Linked DNA regions of Bos taurus: region 2 is linked to region 1. Evidence: chromatin contacts called from public Hi-C data. All regions are on one chromosome and are shown on one strand. The core of a region is the stretch at or near the end of the contact, and the rest is flanking DNA. Distances in the headings are between cores, read along the strand shown. Region 1 overlaps C5H12orf42 (chromosome 5 C12orf42 homolog). Region 2 overlaps C5H12orf42 (chromosome 5 C12orf42 homolog).

Region 1 (4,029 bases), core at 874-3,373:
CCACCCTTATGGCAGAAAGTGAAGAGGAACTAAACAGCCTCTTGATGAAAGTGAAAGTGGGGAGTGAAAACGTTGGCTTAGAGTTCAATATTCAGAAAACGAAGATCATGGCATCTGGTCCCATTGCTTCATGGGAAATAGATGGGGAAACAGTGTCAGACTTTATTTTTTGGGGGTTCCAAAATCACTGCAGATGGTGATTGCAGCCATGAAATTCAAAGACGCTTACTCTTGGAAGGAAAGTTATGACCAACATAGATAGCATATTCAAAAGCAGAGACATTACTTTGCAAACAAAGATCCGTCTAGTCAAGGCTATGGTTTTTCCAGTGGTCATGTATGGATGTGAGTTGGACTGTGAAGAAAGCTGAGCGCCAAAGAATTGATGCTTTTGAACTGTGGTGTTGGAGAAGACTCTTGAGAGTCCCTTGGACTGCAAGGAGATCCAACCAGTACATTCTAAAGGAGATCAGTCCTGGGTGTTCTTTGAGGGAATGATGCTGAAGCTGAAACTCCAGTACTTTGGCCACCTCATGCGAAGAGTTGAGTCACTGGAAAAGATTCTGATGCTGGGAGGGATTGGGGGCAGGAGGAGAAGGAGATGACAAAGGATGGGGTGGCTGGATGGCATCACCGACTGGATGGACAAGAGTTTGGGTGAACTCTGGGAGTTGGTGATGGACAGGGAGGCCTGGCGTGCTGCAATTCATGGGGTTGCAAAGAGTCGGTCACGACTGAGCAACTGAACTGAACTGAACTGAAGATCCCTCTTCTCGTTTGGGATTCAGTGTAGGAAGTGGAGACAGTCTATGAGAGATGGAGAACTTCACAGAGAGCCTGTGAATGGGAATCTATCAATGGCAAGAGAGGGAAACCTGCCTCCCCTTGGTAGGGGATGGTCTTCATTACACCTGTTGAGTCTGAGACCCAGTGGAGTGGGACAGATAAAAACTGGCCAAGCACTCCCATGTGCCACATCATATCTCCCACGGGCCATCTAGTTCAGTCTTGCACATAGCCCTGCGAGGATTACCATGGCCATATTATTGCTGAGGAAACTAAAGTTAAGCAGGTTATCCCACGGTGTAACAGTTTAATGAGTGGTGGAGCCAGGATTCAAACACTTACAGTGTGTCCAGAACAAAATGAGGCAATCTGACTTTTAGCCACCGGGCTATGTTGACATAACTGGATATGCTGCCTCATCCAAGTCACAGTTTACTTGAGTCTAGGATTTTGCTCTCCCACAGAGGAGGAAATCCTCTGGGATTTCAAGACTAGTGGGGTAGGAGTCTAACTGCCTGGGGAGATGTGGGCTGGGGTTCAGCTAGGGTTTGGGGTGCTTGACCATCTAGTGCCTATGCAGCAAAGGAACTTATACTTAAATATGGAGAGTTGTGTTTGCAGTTGCCACGTGGCCTCTTCTTTGGAAAGTTACCCTCATACCTTGCAATGATAACCTCGAGCCCCACTACTGATTATTCTTTGCTTTATCTGGAGAAAAATTGTTTTTGAGAACAATTAGTTTATCCTACAGGGTGTGCATGCATGCTCAGTCACATCTGACTGTTTGCAACCCTATGGACTGTAACCCACCAGGCTCCTCTGTCCATGGGATTCTCCAGGCAAGAATAATGGAGAGGGTTGCCATGCCCTCCTTCAGGGCATCTTCTCGACCCAGGAATCAAACCTGCATCTCCTGCGTCTTCTTCACTGCAGGTGGATTCTTTACCACTGAGCCACAAGGGAAGCCTTTATCCTAAAGGGTAATCCCCTATAAACCTTTCCCACTGACTTATAGAAAATCTAGACATTTTTTATAGGAAAAGAAGGATGGGAATGGAGGACACTGGACAGTTCTACTCATAAGAATTCTGCACATTTCCCTATGGTTACAGGAATTATTCCATTCTACTTTGTTGTAGACCTTGGGAATTTTGTATATCAGGTTAGATTCTAGGAAGGACCCAAGGTTGCATTTTTATTTAATGCTCTCTGGCTACTTTCTCTCATGGAAGTAACTGTAATAAGTGAACCCCAGTGCCTGCTGTTATTCACCCTGGGCAAACTTTGGCATCTGATAACATGTCAAACCCCACGAGGTGGACATGCTGGCCAGCAGTGCCCTGTTGCTTCACCTCAGGTGGCCTCATCCCAGAGAAACTGGTTCGGATTAGCCAACCTGTCTGCTATGCAGGACAGGTGGGCTCCGAGTCTTTCAACCAGTTAGTCAGTTGATCAACAGTACTTCTTAAGCAAAACTGACCAAATAAGACATTCAAAGCATGTCTGAAAGCAAGGTTTATGCCTTCAGAAGATTGGGAGGCTCTGGTCAGGGAGAAGATGCACATGTGTGTGTCTGAGCACGCACACAGACACACACATGGTCCTAGTATACAATCGGAAGATGCCATGAACATAGCATGTGGACAAATGGGAAAGTTAAAAAGGAAAGTATGAACCTGGCCATGGAGGGAGATTGAAACAGTGTCTGTTGCAGAAGGCAGATGACTTGTTAAATAAAACCTTGAGGAGTGGGGAGAACCAAAGCAGGTTCAGCCTCCACTGACTTGTTTCAAGTAAAACCAGTGGTTCTGGGAGTAGTCTATAGATCCAGGCCAGTTCTGGGGTGGTGGTGAGGACGTTGAATCCCTAGCCCTTTAGTGACAAAACTAAAGCTTCTTAAAGGCAGGAAAAAAATCTGACTCACCAGGTTATCCTAAGCATCCTATTCTACATAGCATTTCTGGTATATGGCAGGCACCCAGTGGATTTTTGATGAAGGACTAAATTGATCCCTGCATCATCCTTAGCATCTGCCCAGGAACTCCTGTATGTACCACTGAAGCTCAAGTAGTAGCAGTGTGACTGATGGAGAAGAGTTAAGGTGAAATGTGAGACAAGAAAGAGAAGCTGCTCTATAAAGCAATCACATCAGCCTAATTTTGGTCTCTATGTACATTTTTTCTTAAAAGCCTAGTATAAGTAGCTTTATTTCCTTATCTTCTTATAAGCAGATGTAATATTCTTTCTTTTTTCTCCAGGAAGGTTTAAAGTCTTACACAGGGTTCCGCATGGTGATTAAAATACAATCTGTGTTTCCTGTTTGGAGCCTTGATGCAAGACTATTTTTTCTCATAACTTAGACAAAACTATATAAACCACCACCCCTCAACTCATGTCTCAGTATTTTATTTGCTGCATTTGATGAAAAAACTCAGCTTTAGAATATCTAGACCATGGATCCTCTTTTTATTTTTAGAAACCAAAAACTGAAATTGAAACATATGATCATGGTGGTCTGAGCTCTCTCTAAATAGGAGGAACATTGACTCAGGAAGACTAAGGTAGGAAGTCCATGGTGTCTGGATTTACTAGAAATGGAAATGGAGGCAAATGACTCCCGGGTCTCCAGATTCCATTGCTCATGGGCAGCAGGTAGACGGTTCATATGGCATATTTCAGAAAGCTGGCATTGTCCTAAGAAGCAGACACATGGACGGCATGATGTGGTGCAAAAAGGAACAGGTTTGGAAATGAAACAAACCTGAGTTTAAAAATAAGTGTGGCCTTGGTCAAATTCTTTTATGTCTCTGAGCCTCAGTTAGCTCATCTGCAAAAAGGAATAACAAAACTCATCTCACCAGATGTTGAGTAATTAGAGACAACACAAGCTACAATTGTGACATGTACTAGACATTCAAAAAATGGTAGCTTCTATTTTTGATTGACATCTTGTCACCAGAATGAAGAGACATTTTTCTTATTTCCTGATACCCTTTTTTGGAACAAAATACAGTGGAAATTAAAAAAGAACATAATCAAGCAAATTTTGGGGTACACATGGTACACTGATGGATACAAAAATTTTTAAAGGACACAAATTTGTAAAATGATGATTTCTAAATTTCCACACCACTTAGATGTATATTAATTTTTATGTAAATCACTTATTGACAAACAATTGAACAAATTACCTTTTAATTTTACTTTTATTGGAGTGTAATGTTAACACAGAAAAGTACACAT
Region 2 (4,029 bases), core at 1,104-3,603, 96 kb before region 1:
CAGAACCTGAGTTTTATTTAGGGCAACAATGTGCTAGCTTGAGTGTTCACATCTCCATACTTACCTGCAGCTAGAGTAGCTGTGTTAACAGCCTGTTCTGGTCAACTAGACATGTATAATATCATGTATGAAACGAGTCGCCAGTCCATGTTTGATGCACGATACTGGATGCTTGGGGCTGGTGCACTGGGATGACCCAGAGGGAGGGTACGGGGAGGGAAGAGGGAGGAGGGTTCAAGATGGGGAACACAGGTATACCTGTGGTGGATTCATTGCGATATTTGGCAAAACCAATATAATATTGTAAAGTTAAAAAAAAAAAAAAGAATTCTACTGGAAAAGCTACCATTTTCTTGATAAAAAAGGAACAGATTTGGTTACATGTCCTTTGTCTCTCATGGGCTTCCCTGGTGGCTCAGATGGTAAAGAAGCTGCCTACAATGCAGGAGACCTGGGTTCAATCCTTGTGTCAGCAAGATCTCCTGGAGAAGGGAATGGCAATCCACTCCAGTATTCTTGCCTAGAAAATTCCACGGACAGAGGAGCCTGGTGGGCTACAGTCACGAGGCAGCAAAGAGTCAGACACGACTGAGCAACCTTTGTCTCTTGCTTTCCTGCTTCTTCCTGCTTTCCGACAGATGCAGTGCCTGGAGGCGCAGAAGTCCTCTTCTGACTGTGCCGACAACAGCCACAGGTTAAGGGTGGTGCCTGTGGAGGCAAGAAGGCAGCTGGGTCTGTGGGTCTTTGATGACTTCCTGGGCTGGTTATGAGCCCTGAGTTCTTTATGCTTGAATTCCTTGTTATGTAAGAAAAATTAAACCCTTACTGGGTCAAGCCACTGAAATCTGGTTCCTATTACACACAACTGAGTACAGCTCTGATCAATGCTATTCAAATCCTGGCTCCATCATTTTCCACTTGGCTGATGCTCTCTAAAGCTCAGTTTCCTCCTCTACCAAGTGGGTGTTGACAATAGCTGTTCCTGCCTCAGAGGCTTGTTGTAAGGATGAAATGCAATAGACAATCCATGTCAAAATCACAGCGTAACATCTGATTGTGGACGATGTTGATATAAGTTAGGTATTATTAGGGATTTAGCTCTGGCTGCCATCTCCTCTGATGAGCCACTATGTTCTGTCTCTCTGATATTCAAGTTAATACCATCTTTTTAAGATCTAGATGATTAGATGTTTATTAATGTTGGGATAGCATTTGACACATGCTTATTTCCCATCTACTGTATATGTACCCAGTCCATGGACAGATTGCTAAATCAAGAAATAAGGTAGAATAAAAGCTGTTAAATATAATGGGATTATAATCTGAGGGGCTGTTTCTATTTCCAGAGGGACAAAGAAACTGGACTTTTAAAACACTGAAATAAGTTGATTTATTGTACAATGTTGTGTTAGTTTCAGGTATACAGCAAAGTGTGTGTATATATGTGTGTGTGTGTGCATTTTTATATACATAAATATACACATATATGTTTGTATTCTTTTTCACATTCTTTTCCATTATATGTTATTACAAAGTATTGAGCATATGAGTATAATTTCCTGTGCTATACAGCAGGTCTTTGTTGTTTATTTTATATATAGCAGTGTGCTCAGTCATGTCCAACTCTTTGGTTCTGTGAACTATAGCCTGCCAGGCTCCTCTGTCCATGAGATTTCTCAGGCAAAAATATTTGAGTGGGTAGCCATTCCCTTCTCCAGGGGGTCTTCCTGATCCAGGGACTGAACCTGCATATCTTGCATCTCCTGCATTGGCAGGCAGATTCTTTACCACTAGCACCACCAGGGAACGCTCTATATAGTAGTGTGTATCTGTTCATTCCGAATCCCTGATTTATCCCTTCCTCCCCTCTTTCCTCTTTGGTAACCATAGTTTGTTTTCTCTGTCTGTGAGTCTATTTCTGAGAAGCTAGAATCTGCCTGCAATGCGGGAGACGCGGGTTCAATCCCTGGGTTGGGAAGATCCCCTGGAGAAGGGAAAGGCTACTCACTCCAGTATTCTGGCCTCGAGAATTCCATGCACTATACAGTCCATGGGGTCGCAGAGAGTCGGACATGACTGAGCGACTTTCATGTTCTTTCAATCTGTTAATTCTGAATCCCTGATTTATCCCTTCCTCCCCCCTTTCCTCTTTGGTAACCATAGTTTATTTTCTCTGTCTATGAGTCTATTTCTGAGAAGCTAAGCATTTTCAAGGGACACAAACCATGATTTGATCCCAGATCATTTATATTTTACTGAATTAGAGATTTCTCTTCGTTTCCAGGGGCAAGGAATCAAGAGTTCAGCTTGTGACTAAACACACACTTTAGATTATGAAATCTTTTGAAAGCAAGGTTTGTTTATCAGGTGTTGGTGCCATTCAGAAAAACAAGGAAACTTTGGTATTTTCTGTTGTTTATAACCAGAAAATGCTTGCTTATTAACTCTTTTTATGCCAGGATGGGAGGGTAAAATTATGGCAGATGGGCAGCAATTGACTCCACTAATAATCAGAGTTTATTTTAGGCATTTCTTTCACCTTTAGATTGCATTTTTTGGTAACAAATTTTTTTTTTTTTAAATTACAGGCTTTAGGAAACCTAAGTTCTAATTGAAATTCTGTGTTACCTTGAGTTAATTATTTACCTTCTCTGGGCCCTGGTTTCAGAGAAGACTCGTTCATTACTCTGGTAATGAGAAGGACTTTCAGGGATCATGCTTTATGATTCTATGCTATTTCTAACTTTACCAACCTCCCTGGTTATACCCACGATATCCTATTTTATCTACTTCCATTTGTTTGTGACTGTCCTTCCTTTTTTGCTCTCCCAAGCAATATCTTAATTAGATATTAATTAGTCCAATACGCTTCTGTATTCTGTGATTCCATCTCTTTATATCAGACCTTGGAAGAGAGGGACAAATGGATCCAGAAGTTGACAGATGGTCTTGATTATAAACAGAAAGTACATATGTTTTTCCTCTCTATTGCGTCACCACCACCATCATCACAGTCACCACCACCATCACCATCACCACCATCATCACTATCATCTGATAGCTAAATTGTACTGATTAGTTAGTAGATGCCAGGCCCGGTACTATGCACTTAATACATATTTCTGGCCAATGGAGCATATAAGAAAGTCTCTTGGGCTTCTTAGGAAGGATCTACTTATTGCTGTCAAAAAAAGAGGCACTTGAAAAGCAGCAGGTGTTTTTACACTGTGAAGACAGGTCAGGAGAATTCCGGAGTTGCAGGGCCAGATGCCCATCATTGCTAAACAGTTCTGTGGGTTGCCCACCCCAGGCTGCTTGTTAACAGAAAAATAAATACATGATTTAAGCCACTGCTGGTCAAGTTTTCTGTCTCCTGTAAGCAAAAACATTCAAACTGATATAAATGACTATGTGCCAGACACCAAGTCTTTTATGGTCATCATCCCATTTAATGTCACAGCAATTCTAAGAGCAGTAAGAAATGGCAGCTCTGCCATTTCCCTAATTTTAGAGATGAGGAAACAAGTTGAAAAAGCTTATGTACCACATCTAAGGCACAGACTGTTAGTGACTCTCTGATGATGCCCTGTCTTCCCTGGAGGCCCTGAGTCACCTGTAGTTGGGGAGTGTCAGTATCATATCCTCATACCTCTAAGTAGCAGGTGGATCTCCATAAAGTTGGTGGGATGATTATTGAGTGAATGCTCTGCTTTTCATTTCCAGTTCATTCCACACTCTTTTTCATGTTGGCCTCACGTCAATACAAGGATCACCATCAAGGGATGGTGTTTGTTAATAAAACATTCTATTTTCCAGTGTTTCCAAATAGGCATAAAGGATTAAGAAATAAAAACTCCAAATAGTCATTTATATCATCAACAGTATTGCCATTTCATTTTATGTTCTTAGGGGAACTGCTTAGATTAGGAACACTCAGGCATCAAGACTCGCGAGATTCATAAATTCTGTCTCAAATCTTTGAGGAGATTCTGTCTCTTACTTTTTCCTCATCCCCAGAGTTACCTGAAA

The links. Hi-C and Micro-C count contacts between places; a contact is called where the count stands out from the background.
Region 2: a contact with region 1 is called in a Hi-C map of liver, with 1.6 times the contacts expected there. The contact joins two enhancer-like sites.

What each region holds. Positions count from the first base shown.
Region 1 is chr5:66,919,350-66,923,378 of ARS-UCD2.0, reverse strand. The region is part of intron 20 of C5H12orf42 (chromosome 5 C12orf42 homolog); the gene reads left to right. Among named protein-coding and RNA genes, the nearest start is that of ASCL1, 190 kb to the right of the region's middle. Within about 2 kb of position 2,123, at least 1 of the 102 cell types and tissues checked has an H3K27ac peak or open chromatin away from gene starts, as enhancers often do. A contact at or near this core is called in liver, where this site is marked.
Region 2 is chr5:67,015,840-67,019,868 of ARS-UCD2.0, reverse strand. The region is part of intron 6 of C5H12orf42 (chromosome 5 C12orf42 homolog); the gene reads left to right. Among named protein-coding and RNA genes, the nearest start is that of C5H12orf42, 140 kb to the left of the region's middle. Within about 2 kb of position 2,353, at least 1 of the 102 cell types and tissues checked has an H3K27ac peak or open chromatin away from gene starts, as enhancers often do. A contact at or near this core is called in liver, where this site is marked.